2 separate regions of the Mus musculus genome follow, and region 1 is linked to region 2. Evidence: chromatin contacts called from public promoter capture Hi-C data. All regions are on one chromosome and are shown on one strand. Each heading gives the region's core, a stretch centred on a gene start, on an enhancer-like site or on the middle of the called end of the contact. The rest is flanking DNA. Distances are from core to core; before and after follow the strand shown. Region 1 holds the start of Tafa4 (TAFA chemokine like family member 4). Region 2 has its middle 52 kb from the start of 4930511E03Rik.

Region 1 (6,706 bases), core at 3,558-6,057, 2.2 Mb before region 2:
TGGTGCACTGGCAGTCCTATGGGGGCTTTGTTCACCTCTCTTTATTATCCACTAATACAGTAGGATGCAGCCAAGAGTCTGGCATGTAGTAGTAGCTAAAGCAAATGAAAAAATAAAGAATCCATCTGGACCAGTGTGGTTGCTCTTGTGTGTTCTTTGAGGTCAAGGATTACTAATCCCTTTTAAAGCTGCATCTCCAATGCCGAATGGAGCATCAGGCACACACAAACAGAATCAGTTACGGTTTTGTTTTAATAACCAAAAGATGTTTACATTGGTAATCTGTTAGACAAGTGGGGTCATATCTTGAAATTTCAGCTCTGAAAACTCCAGATTGAAAGTGGATGAGAATAACTACTAAGCCATTCTTAGTTGAGGTAAAGTACATATATCGTGAGATTTACCATGTAATTGCATTTAAGTGAATAACTGGATGCTATCAAATGCACTTGTGTTTTGGGACAGCCATCATCATGGAATCTCCTGGGATCTTTCCTCTCCTATGCTGGAAGTCTCTTTCTGTTAAACAGCAATGGCCACATCTCCTCCTCATCTGGTCCTGGGCAACCAACAGTTTACTTTTTTTATTTCTATGAATCTTACTATACTAGGTACATCATCTATAGGAAATCACACTGTCTTTTTATAACTGTCTGTGTTTGAGATTTATTCATTGCTCTGTGTGTCAGAATCCCCCTCCTAATTAAGGCTGATAGTAATAATACTCTATTGTACAAGTTGCACAAACACACCACACTTTGGTTACCATTTGTCTGTTGAACAGATTGACTGTTTCTCACTTTTATTCCACTGCGAATCATGCTGCTATAAACACAAGTATGCACACATTCCTTTGATAAGCAGAAACTCTAAATGAGCTAGTAAAAGAATCAATGAAATAAAGAATGAATGGCATCCCCAATCTTCAATGTAGCTCAGAGGTTGACAACGAAACTGGGAGATGTTGGGATAGAAGAGGTGGGGAAGAGAGGACATTATCCACTCTACATGATGCTGGGCCATATCAGAATCGAGTTTGTATCTTTGTATGCAGTGGCTCTCATGTTATCTCTAAAAATGCGCTTCGCTGTGGGTTCATAAATCCCTCTTACACTAATTTGCCCTGAAGTGCTGTTCCTGTCCAAGACATAAATTATTGAAACCCTTGTGGTCAGCAAAGGGAACGGTAGTGAACCCCACCTAAGCCTTCCAAAGCAAATAGCCAGACACCTTGTCTGAGTTCCAGAAGTCTAAAACAAGTCTGACCAAGCCATCCAAGGCAGGAAGTCATTAGCAACTGTATACCCTGTACTTCCTGAGGAAGGTGAGGGATTCCAGCCCTAGCCAGAGGAGCCTTATATCTTTTCCTCACTGCAAGTACCCTGGGCTTTCTCCAGGATCAGAGCTATGGGGAAGCTGTGAGAACAGATCTTGATTCATTTTCAAAAGTTCATTCTCTGGCAGGAGGGAAGACCTATTCATATCTGTGTAAGGAGAGGTGAAGCCGGTGTTTTACACGGCACTCAGCATCCCCTCTGGGAGGGGTAATGCTGCTCCTCGCCTGTTTTTCTGCTACTTGGGTAAGGGGTGGGCCTCCTTTGTGTTAAAGAGCTGTCAGTGAGTGAGATATCGGTGTATGTCAAAGTAGACAGTTCTAAGAAGTCCGATGCGTTTCCTCAGAGGAAAGAAGAGCTGATCAGCCTCACACAAATAAAAAAAAGTACACAAGTTGTTTCATTTATCAAGGTCCTTATAGTTCCCAGTTTGAAGCAAGGGAATGCAAAGCAAATATTTAGTGAGAAAAGTGAACTTGAAAGTTAAAGGGCTGGGGTAAATAAAAAAAAAGGTGAGTGACTGGCGCTTTGAAGATTTCAAAGACCAATGCAGTGGGATAGACACATGCTCTTTGCATTCTAAAGGCTTGCTTCATTTGTTTCTGCTAGCCACTCTGGCACAGACTTTAGGTGACAGACTGGCTCAGGACCACGGGCTTATTATTTGACCTTTTTTTGGAGATGGAGCTTTTTCATCTGTGGAATAGAAGCTGTACTAAGAGAAATTTACTTTTTCAGAAGATGAGCATGATAACCCCATAAAGCACTTAGCATACTCAGACACACAGCTATGATTAATGTTTGTTGTTATCATTATTAGTCTTCTACGGAAAAATTATACTCCAGGTACATGAGCATTGCAAGAAAAGAATTTTAAATTGAAGTTTTACTTAATAATAAGGGGATTTGTGCGTATGTGTGTCTCAGGGCATGCGTGGAGGTCAGAAGACAAACTTGGCTGCCAGTTTTCACCTCTTCCCTTGCTTGAGACAAACTGTCATTGCAGACGTTGCCATATAAGCCTGACTGAGTCTCCTGTCTTTACATCCAATCTTGCCCTGGAATTATAGATCCATGTACTACTGAGTCCAGATTTTATATCAGTTCCAGGGGTTTGAACTCAGGTCACCAGGTTTGAGTGGCAAGTGCTTTATCCATGGAACCATCTTCCCCACCCTGATAATGGAGAGATTTTTGTAAATAGGCTTAGTAGTGTCAGAATGTCCTGCCACAGGCTCAGTCACAGGTGTGTGTATTATAAACCAAGATATGCCCACTATCTCGTTCCATCTGTTATAAGAGGAGGAAAGAGAAACATAAAGTTCAAATAACAAGAATTCCTAGAGGCACAAAGGGAGTTTGTGAGTTTCCGTGCATAAATGCAAAGGCAACAACAACAACAACAAAAACCAAACAAAAGACCTGTTGGCATGACCTTCACTTGGTCTTACATAAAAAAAAATAGTCTGACCCATTTTAATAATACAGACATTGATTGATTTGACATAACTTCAAATGGTGCATAACAGCTGGCAGGATAGAAGGAGGGGCCTATGCAATGAGTGGCAGAGCTGGTTTTGTTGTTGTTGTTTTTACGAGAGGACAACTGAGCTAATGCTGGTGACAGTCTCTGTTTAGATGTTTGTTTGGTAGACCTTCTGTCCTTTAGATCTTGGCTGTCACCATGTCAGTGACTTTACCAGGGCAGACAATCTGAATTATGGACACCGCCATAATTCCTGTGCTCATTCTATAATCTTTTAATACATATTTTGCTCTGAATTTGCCTCTTTTGTACATTGGTTGAATTGCTTGGTGCCCAACCTTCCCTGTAACTATAGACAGAAGTCACGCCTGCTGGGTTGGTCACAGCATCCCAAAGCCTGGCACATAGCATTTGATGACATGGCATTTGATAAGCAGCTGGATGAAGAAATAATTGGAACTCCTTTAGCTCCCTCCTCCCATTACTTACCTTTCTGTGGTGCTGATTTGGCCGTATAGCTCAGTTCATAGGGGGCATTCTGCCTCTGTCAACTGCTGCATTCGGCATATCACATCATTGGACATTTACCAGGATGTCCTTTAACTGTACCATCATAGGAACAGGCACGCTCGCAAGGGTTGCTCATGGTTGAAAACCCTTAGGTTGGTGACAATTTAATAGCGTGACTGACTTTGCAAGGCCCCAATTTTGATAACAAAAGAGCCAGGGATTGTCACTGTTTTGCAATCAGGGAAATAATGTGGTGTGGCTTGTGTGTGTGGCAGGAGGCGTGGGAAACAAGGGCAGTGGCCTGGATGAGACCAAGCAGCAGGGAGAGAAAGTGGATATATGTGGATGCGTCTGCGGTAGATGGCTCATCATTTTAATTCAATGAAAAATAAAAGGACTGGGGGTGGGGTGGGGGGAGCTGTTAGCCAGTGGCAGAGGACAGCACGGTGACAGAGAATGGTGGTTTTCAAACTGCATGCATATAACAACCACATGGGGACTTTGAGTTTAAATGAAAATTCTGGTTCTAGGGTGGAGCCTGAAAGTCCAAAATTCTAGCCTGGTCTCAGAGAGAAGGCACGTGCTTGCTAACCGGGGTCAAATATAAGCGGTACTACTACTAATTAACTCCACAATTGTGAGCAAATTATTTAGCCTCTCTGAGCCTTAGTTTTCTCATCTATACAATGGCGGTCAGATGAGAGAAGATACTGTTTAAATGCCGCTGATTGTTGGTTACTTCTGTGAGGGAAGAGGGAAAAGCGATTGGATGGGGCTGGAAACAAGGTAGAGGTAAGGCATCAAAGAACTGGATTTTAGAGACAGGATTCAGGCTAACGGTAAACGCGCTATGTCGTCTAGATGACCTTGAACTTCTGATCCTCCTGCTAGGGTCACAGACTGCATCACTGCATCTAGTTTTATGTAGTGCTAGTGCTGGTCTCTGGCATGCTTAGGCAATGAGTCCCATTAAAACAGGTTTGTTTGTTTGTTTGTTTGTTTTTGTTTTAGAAAATCATTTAGCTATTAACCTGTGTGTCAAGTTTTCTCTTTTTCTCACGCAAAGACATTACGCATGCAGCCAGACTGCTTTTGCACACGTTAGAAGATGCCTGCTTGCAGTCTGTAGTGGGACCTCTGTGGAGGAAATGGTTTCAACTGGGAGCGGAACCCCAAATTCTCCTACCGTTTGCAGGGCTTAACTTGGCTCTCAGGTGTTCAGAAGAATCAACACCTTTCCTCCAGCACCTGCGGAGTAGTGGCCACAGCGAGGCGCTCGCTTAGGAGAGGCGCACACAGCAGTACGGTAGGGAGGTGAGGGAAGAGGGGTGGAGGGGGGGTGGGGCTCAGAGGACAGGCCCACGTGGACTGCGGGGTTTGACAAGGGCGCCAGCAATCGGGCAGTCTGGCCAATCAGCGCTGTCAGCGGCCAGCCGGGCTCCTCCTGGTCAGCTAGCTCTGGGCTGGTTTCTGCACTGCTAGCCTGGAGCCACCCTGGACGGGGCGCACTTGCTGGGCGCGCAGGGCTGTCTGCACCCTCTGGGATCTGGCTGGGACAATGTTTCTTCTTTAAGACACGGCGCTTCCCACGGTAGCTTTGGCTTCTCTTTGCAGCAGCACCGGAACTTTCCCCACTTTCGGCCGTACTAAGAGGGTGATGGGCGCAAGTCGCCAGCTGAGCATCCTTTGGTTTCAGTGCTGTGATCGGCGCTTCACTCTGGACTCCCGGATCTGACTCGGCTGCTCTTTCTAGTCTAGTAAGAATGGGCTCTGGGGTAGAGCTGGCGGGAGAAGGGGTTAGAGCAGCCTTGAACCTTATGCTTAAGCATGGTCTCCGCGAGAAGAGTGGCCTTTGGGGCTAATTTCAGTTTCACTAGTCTCGGTGTAGCTAGCCCTAGTCACTCCAGCATTTAGCAGGGAGCAGGGGGAAGTACTTGAATCAGCCGCGTGCATCCTAAAGTTAGAAGAGACACTGAGAAGGATACGACGTGCAGCTAGGGGTTATGAGTAGGGACGGCGGGCAGCAGCCACTTCCAATTTGGGAGTTCAGACTCTGGAGCCCTACTGGTGCTGAGGCAGCCACTTGATGAACTGGGGTGAGCAGTCTCAGGGCGAACACCCCAAGAGCTGGAGCTTCTGTCTGGCCACTGAGGTCTCATCCTTTTGCATCCGAGCAGGGGTCCTTACAAGTATCAGCAGGAGGAAGTAGGTGGGCTGGTTCCTGGACCTCCGACAGCTTGGGCTGACTGGGAGCGCAGGTGGTTAACAGGGAAGGGTCTTAGAGTTCTGGTGAGGCATCTCGGCTTTGTCCACCAAAGCTGCAAGCGCCTCAAAATTTATTTCCCTCTTGCTTCAGTTACATGGCCACTTGTCTCGCACCGCACCGCAGGGCGTCTTTAACCCAAGCTTGTCCTTGGAGAATTGGAAATAGAAAGCTTTATAGCCTGCACCTGGGAAGGCAGCCCAAGCCACAAGCTTCTTGCTAGTGTGTTAGTGTGTTTTTTCCCTTGAACGCTGAGTTATGAATCAGCCAGAAATATGCATATGTACAAGTTCACAGACTCTTGGAGTAGCAGCCATGTGCCAACCCCCACCGGGACTGAAGTATCCCTTTTGGTGAAGCGTACTGATCCCAGAACTCTTTTTGCTTTTAACTTTTTAATGCCCTTCCCTCCGAGAAGAGCAAAGTTAATAAGATGTGACAGGCAAAAATCCCTGCTTGGAGGCGGCCTCAGTGGGAGAGGGGGTATTTCCATTGAGTCCTTAGTCTGATATTTCCTGTAATCCTTGATACGGGGATAGCCCATCTGCTGACTCAGGCAACCAAACCTGTGCACATCAGTGACTAAGCTTCGTCAAAACATCTTTGCTACAAGCAAGCAAACAACAAACCAGCAACAAAACCCCAATATAATTTAGGAATGGCAGTCTGACAATGTAGTTAGTGTTGTTGACCGCTTGGCTATTTAGGAACAGACGTTTGATTTGCTTTGAAGAATTCTACAACCGATTCTTGGATGAGGCACATTTCTGCTAACTTGAGAGTCACAAGTCAGGGGTGCAAGCCCACGTCCTCTGGGTTGGAAATACAGGTCTTGTTAAGATTTCCAGGGTCTCTCCAACTGATGGTGACTAATGTCCTCTCCAAATGACCCAGAGATTTGGCATCACTCTTTGGTGCACAGAGCTTTCTAGGTGTGGATGCTTTCTGATCAATAGTTTGTTTCAATAGCTTGATCGATGGCTGTGTTTCAAGGTTTCCTCCCTTAAGTTCCTCTCCCATCCTGTTTTTCTAGACTTCGCTCTCTTCTCTCAGTGCTAACTACCTTTGACATGTCACAATGTGTTGGAAGACTTAAGTCATGATTTGATTGGC
Region 2 (7,293 bases), core at 4,453-6,952:
TTGAGAGAGATTTGTTCCCACTACAACTCATGAGGTGGCTTAATTCTCTAATATAACTGTATTGACGTGGGGAACTCCTCAAGGGAGACAGTCAGGTCATGGGGCCACACTCTTAGAAGGAGTTAACAACGGTCTCATAGCACTGGGTTGAATCTCTTGGGACTGCATTGGTACCTACAAAACTGAGTTGATGTGAAAGAGTAAGCCAGGCCCCAGCTCAGCTCTCCTTCATTCTTTCTCACATAAGCTCCATTCTTGAATCACCCGCCATGTTGTGATGCAACCAGAAGGCCCCTACCAGGGGCCAGACAGGTGGGACCACCTAATCTGCACTTTCAGCATCCAAAAAAAAACAAAAACAAAAACCCATAAGCTACACAAACATCTTTCTGTTATAAAAGCATCTAGGCTTAGGCATTTTGCTAGAGAAATATGAAACAGAGTAAGACAAACAACCCCCCCCCCTTTGTTTTTAATGAAATAAGAGCTTCCTTGGAAAACCAATATTTAAGATGACTAACCAAGATCTTTTCACATTAATGTAAGGGGAGGGATTTGTAGATTACCTCTGAAGCACCTCCCTATAGCCTCTGCTCTTTAAAGCAGTTAACTCACCACTCCAGAGAAAGGAGCAGGGTGCTATGGAGGCTGAGAATGCTTTCAGTTGGGAGTGAGTCAAAAGGCTAACGTCTGGACCCAGAGCCTGGCTGCTATGGAAGTTATAGGTTTGAGATGCTGGGGTCAGGACTGTTCCATGGCTTTCTAGGAGCATCATTCCGGCTAGACCAGGATTAGACAGGATGACAGTTGGAGTTAGGCAAGAGATGGCACCAAGGCTCCAAGTTACTGGTGATGAATTCAGGTTAACCAAAAAAAAAAAAAAAAAAAAAAAAAAGAAAGAAAAGAAAGAAAGAAGAAAGTAACTCAGGTTAGGATTGTAGAAAGAAAATGAGACGAGCCCTCTGAGCCCATAGGAGGTCAAAGGGAAGAGGAGGCCCACAAGGGCATGAAGAAGAGTGTGTCTGCATATTGGGCAAAGGCATTCTGAGCAATGTAAGGGAAAGATCCAGGATGCAGCCTGCAAGTTAGTGGTGTTAGTAGAGTTCTAGGCTAGAACAGGGACCTAGAAGCTGAGCAGCAAGACTGCTGAAGTCATGCAGGAGCCTATGGGAGGGATGCAGACCCGTGTGTGTGTGTGTGTGTGTGTGTGTGTGTGTGTGTGTGTGTGTGTGTGTGTGTGTGAGAGAGAGAGAGAGAGAGAGAGAGAGAGAGAGAGAGCTCATCTCTGTTTGATAGTAACTGCACAGTGGGAAGAGGGAGGGGTGGTGTTAAAGGGAAAAATCTTCCCCTTTAATTTAGTCAGTATTTTGGATCCTAAATGATACAAAGAAAACAGTAATGCCATTGTACCAACGAGCTTAAGCTTCCTAGCAGCAATACTGCTGCTCTCTTTATGAATACCCATAGTCTGTTCCTTCCCTACCTTTACCTGCACAGCCACTCTCCCAGTTTAAGGCACTGCTAAGGCTTGTTCTATTTTTATGACTTGTACTTGAGTGCTTATATGTTGTTTGCCATGTTTCCAAACTTCATATAAATGGCACGCTATTTATTTTACCATAATATTCTTTTATTGTTGAACTTGACTGTAAAATGGGCTTTAGGCTAGATGAGTTTGCACAACTCTAGGCTAACACATGTGTTTTGGCCCCGTTTATGGGAGACTAGGCTAAAATTATGATATTTGGTAGCTTAAGTGCATTTTGACTTAGAAGTTTTTAACTTATCATGAGTTTACTGGGATCTAATTGCATTGTAAGTCAAGAAGCATGCAGGCATGTGTGTGTCTGTGTGTGCATACTTGTCTATGTATGTGTGTGGAGGGATTAATATGATCATGTGTGTGTCTGTGTTTGTGTGTATATATTTATTTGCATTGTATGAGAGCAAGTATATGTTTGTATGCCTACATGTGTTTGTGGGTATGCGTGTGAGTACATGTGTGTGCCTGAGTATACCTCTGTGTGCACACATATGTGTGCATGTGTCTGTTCATGTGTATATTGCATCTGCATACATGTGTATAGTATTTACATATATTATCCCATTGTTTTTCAATATACAAATATACATTGTGTCCTTTTGCCAGAAATTTGGTCACTTCTGATTTCTCTCAATACAAGCATTCCTGCAGTGAGCATTCCTACATCTGAGCAAGACTTGCTCTGGACTAACCCACCACTGAAACCCTCCGGTCATATCACACAGGCCTCTTTACCATAAGATAGATGCTGCCGAGCCATGCCTCCTGAAATCAGAAACATTTATGTTCACGCCAAGAGTTTGTCTCTGTTACATCATAGCATGTCTTATCACCACTGCCAGCACCTTGTAACTGTCTGTGAAGTGATGTTTGTTATAGTGCCAAATATATATGTTCGTGATTATGACTCTGGTTAATCATTATTTTGTATTTTAGTGGTATTTACATCTACTCATACCTGTGAACTGTGCATCCGGGGTTTCAACCAACCACAGGTAGAATGATAGCTTGAGGGTGGTGGAGCTCAGGGAAGGGGTCTCTCTGGGAGGGGTTGAAGGGGGGGTAAAGGGAAAGCGATGGAATCCAATTCAAAATATTGTTTTTTAAAGAAGAGAAAATATTGGGGAAAACTGTGTCTGGGGCAGGAGACATAACTGTACCAGTAGGGTGCTTATCTTATGAGCATGAAGACATGAGTTTCATTCCCAGAACCCTCCTAAACAAGAAGTTGAGATGTGGTGGCGCATACTTACAAGTCCAGTGATAGGGAAACAGAGAAAAGAGTCCCTGAAGTTCACCAGCTAGCCAACCTAGCCCCCTTGGCAGTCTCTGGGTCAGTGAGTTAAAAATAGAGCAATGTGCTACCCAGAGTTGTCCTTTAGCTTCTGAGCACATGGACATACACACCTCAGTCTGCACGGATGCATCCACCCACATCCACACACAATGCCATACCCAACTGTATCTGTACTTAATGTGTACAGATTCCTTCTTCTTATTTATTCTCTAAAACATACTTTTTTGTTTTGTTGTTGTTGTTGTTTTGGTTTTTGGTTATTTTTGAGACAGGATTTCTCTGTGTAGCCCTGGCTGTCCTGAAACTCACTCTGTAGTTGAGTAGCTGGCCTTGAACTCAGAAATCTGCCTGCCTCTGCCTCCCAAGTGCTGGGACTAAAGGCATGCGCCATCACACCCAGCTAAAACATACGTTTTAATGGATACTTATGTATAGATTATCTGAAGATGATTTAAAGATGGAGGGGTGATGTTCATAGGTTATTACAAACATTGTGCCACTTTATGAAAGACGCTTAATCATCCATGGATTTGCCATGTGTAGAAGTGCTAAAACTAACCCCTATGATACTGAGGGCCAATGTGTGTGTGCATATGTGCATGTGTGCATGTGCGTGTGCGTGTGTGTGTGAAAGAAAGACAGGGGAGGGAGAAATTTCAGAAATGTATTTTATTCCTAGACTACCACACGTTTTGAAACTTAGTATACGGAATCCTCAAGGCAGAACAGTGTCTAGAGTGAACTAGACCTTATAGATTGGCACTGAACTTCGTGACAGGGCAGTAAAGAAGTGAAGGATTTATCATTTATGAACCTGTAACCTAGGAGAGAAACCATTCAGTTCACTGTATCTCAGTGGCCTCACCCGGGGAATGTAGGAAATTATGTTAATAGTTCCCAAGATAGAGCCCACCACTTTCTTTTCATTTGGTTATTTTTAGCTCACTTCAGTGGAAATTTCTATGAAGGAGCTACAAGCATCAATGTGCACAGCAAATGTTGGGGTCCTTTGGTCTGACAATCTGAGAAGTCAGAAAAATAAATGAACCATCTTTGGAAAGAACAGTGGAAATACTCGGCTTCACTGAAAATTCTAGAGAGCTGTCGCCTGTGACACAGTCCAGAGCAGTTCTGATTTATCTCAAGACTTAGTGTGACCAAACCAGCGACTCCTAGGCCCTGTCAGGGCATCACTGACAACTGTAGGTGCTTTTTCTTTTCCTCCATGAAATTCTCCAATTAAGTCTCTGAGTTAACTCAGTGTGTGTGTGTGTGTGTGTGTGTGTGTGTGTATTTCATTCTTTTAGCTCTGTGAACCCTTTTTGTTTGTGGGAAATGTATTGTTTTAGGTCTGAATTATTCTCTTCTGGATATGTCCTCATGATGTTATTTATTGGGTATGCCCCTAAATGTCTTTTATAACAATCTTTGACCATTTTAATTAGATTAGTAGAAAATATCAATCAGAAGATTTGTAATTTGCCCTGAAATTCAGTTACTAGATCTTTATTTGTTTATTTAGCATCAGTTCTGGTTCTTAGATTCAGGGTGTCTGAGTTTCCACTCTGTTGTGGAGACACTGAACTTCACAATAGGGAAAAGTTCTTTGTCTCCCAGGATCTGTCTAGAAACCTAACATGAGGACAGGAACTTGAATACCCACAAAAATATTCCCCTTTCAGGACTCTAGGATTCAACTGGAAGGCAAAAGGCTAAGCTTTAACAATCCTGGCAATTTCCCACCTCCCTCTGTCTACCAGCGAGAGTTCACCAAATGGTCCTTGCCATGGGGGGAGAGAAAATATTCCTTCAACAATAGCCACCAATGTTAAAATGCTGAGCTGCAATTACAGCTCAAGGAGATGCCCAGCTGGAAATATTTGAAAGAATTTTGATACCCAGTGGAAAACTCTGGAAAGGTTCTGAGGTTAAAGGTCACGTGTGTAGCCTTAAAAACTATGCGTGACAGAGTTGTTTTTCCATCAACACATGGCAGGTGAGTCGTGGACATTACATCTGCCTCCTCAGGGAGCTGACAAAATGTCAGGACTCTATGCCCAGCTTAGCCTAGCCATCACTCACTTTCAGACCTTGTACAAACAGTTTCAAGTCTCCCAGCCCTTCCTTTCCATTCAGGCTGTTTTTGAAGTTAAACAAAGTCATTGACCATCACAAAGAAAATATTCAAAGCATTGTATGGGAAGAGGGGTGTGCAAAATGCGACCGTTTACTTTGCTATGTTTGGATTACAAACAAATATTCACACCTGTGGTAGGCCTCTGACTGATGAAGAACCTAGCAAACTATTTGAGACAAACACAATTTCATACTTTTCATGACTGCAAGTCTATTCCACAGTCTACTGCCAAGACGGAAGAATTAAAGTACCAAGGAGAGAAAGTGAAGCGGTCGGTGGGTCCTAAACCGCAGGCAGCAACTTGCCAAACTGGTTGAACTCTGCCACTGCTCTGCGGAAGCATTTCATGTCTAGATTCTCCAATCTTGCTTGGAAAGAAGGTAGGGGGATCTTTAAAGTAGCATTAAGAGCATCAATAGTCTCAAGGGAGACCAGAGAGAGAGGTGGTGAATACTCTTCCCACAGTGTTCAGGCCAAGTGTGACAAGCTGAACCAAGCATCGAGGTCAGGAAAGCCAGCGTTATCATTTCAGTAAACAGTATGGCCTAAAGAAGCCACACGATGGGTTTCCTTGCTGTTAACGGCGGTCAACCCAGTGGCATAGTAACTCCATAGTACCCAAATATTGATTGGGTTGCCAACACCCACTTCAGAGGTGACTGGCTGACTACATAGAGACAGCACCTGTCAACAAACAAAGGAGTCCTTCGCGGCTTCACTCCTTCAGCTAAGTGCATCTTCTCAAGAGAGCTTCAAAGGCAATTACCTGGCTATTTTTAGAGCCATTCGGGATACCGTCTCCTTGACGTTTCTCTCGAAGATCTGTGCAGAGTTATTTACTGAACTTTAATTTCCTGGAATTCAGGGTTGGCTTAGGGACTAAGTTATTTGCTCACTGTTGCCAACTGGTAGCCAGACACAGTGGCAGACGAGGACCCACAAGGCTCCGCCCTCATGTGATGACTGAGTTTGTTGGGTGGTCCCTGTCTTCTCATAGCTTCTTTGCCCACAGATTTCCCTGGGAGGTCCCAGAGGCAAATGTATTATTTGGTGGATGTAGAGAAAAAATACGTCAAAGCTATTTTCCTAGATGAAGCTTGATACATTTGTGGGAGTAGCCAAGTTGCCTCCTGATTAAATACTGTAACAATTAAAGCAGGAGACAAGGGGTTCCAAGGAAGCCAAGACAATTGCACAACGAGGTTCATTTTATTATTCCAGCTCCTTTGATAACAGAGTTAAAGGTTCCCAGGTCAGCAGAGTGGTTGTTGCCCGGGCAGCATGTTCAACATTCTATAAAGCACAACAATGTTATTTGTGTTTAGAAAACCATCTGGGGTATGGGAGTGTCATTTACCTTAACTGTCCTCTAGAAATTGAGGAAGGTTGTGGGCATTGCTGTGTCCCTTCTCACATTTGTTGCCATTCCAATTTCCATTCTTCAAAATATCACCATGGGGTATTCCCATGCCCAGGTCACGAATTCATCATATCCTTGCATAACCTCACTTCAAACCCTAACACATTGGTACTAAACTTTCAAACTAAAATTAGGCCTGTGGGTGTTCCCTTCTTCCTGTCGACAAGGGCAAGACCCACCAGACACAAAGGCACTTTGTGGCCTGTCCCAAAGAACGTGTGCTTGAGACTGTATCAGCATTTGTCGGCTGTGGAGTGTCTGCTAGAGAAGGGATGAGGCCCGAATGATAGCAAATGTACCAGGGATCCGGGTCTAAAGAAGGGTTAGCTTCCATCAGGGTGAGAAATCATGTACTGCTGACTTTTACCCTTAAGGAGCGCTGTGGAGTTACGTTCAATTGCTTATTGGGGGGTTGACTCAGAGTTTTGTACCTGCTGGGCAAATGTTCTACTGCCGTGCTTTGCCCCATCCCAGCTACCAAAATTCTGAAGGGGAGGCTAGAAGAGAATACAGTAGATTTAGTACCACTCCTCAGGCTTGGTGTTGTGGGCCAGGGAATAGTTCCTGGATGTTTTCTTTAAGATATTGACTGTCTTTGACCTCTATTTACTAGGAATAGACACACACACACACATACACGTTATGACCATCAAAATGTCTCTAAACAGGGTCAAATCCCCCCCACAATATAACCCCAAATTGAGAAGCATTTGTGCTAAATTTTATATCAACTTGACAGAAATTAGAATCATCCAAAAAGAGGAAACCTTAATTGAGAAAATGTCTCCATCAGATTACCTGTAAGTAAGTCTTTAGGACATTTTCTTGATTGATGATTACTATGGGAGGTCCCAGTCCATTGTGGGAGCTGCCATCCTTGGGCAGGTGGTCCTCTG

Evidence for each region. Promoter capture Hi-C pulls out the DNA fragments that hold promoters and counts their contacts.
Region 1: a promoter capture Hi-C map of hippocampal neurons shows a contact between it and region 2, with 10 times the contacts expected there. The contact joins the promoter of Tafa4 here to the enhancer-like site in region 2. A contact is called at or near these places in 4 of 39 promoter capture datasets (the C10 cell line, cranial neural crest, embryonic stem cells and 1 more).

The regions. Positions count from the first base shown.
Region 1 is chr6:97,058,512-97,065,217 of GRCm38.p6, reverse strand. It overlaps Tafa4 (TAFA chemokine like family member 4), which reads left to right and starts at 4,807. Exons shown (of 6, transcript NM_177233.5): 1 at 4,807-5,087.
Region 2 is chr6:94,887,895-94,895,187 of GRCm38.p6, reverse strand. No RefSeq gene overlaps it. Among named protein-coding and RNA genes, the nearest start is that of 4930511E03Rik, 52 kb to the left of the region's middle. Within about 2 kb of position 5,702, at least 11 of the 459 cell types and tissues checked have an H3K27ac peak or open chromatin away from gene starts, as enhancers often do.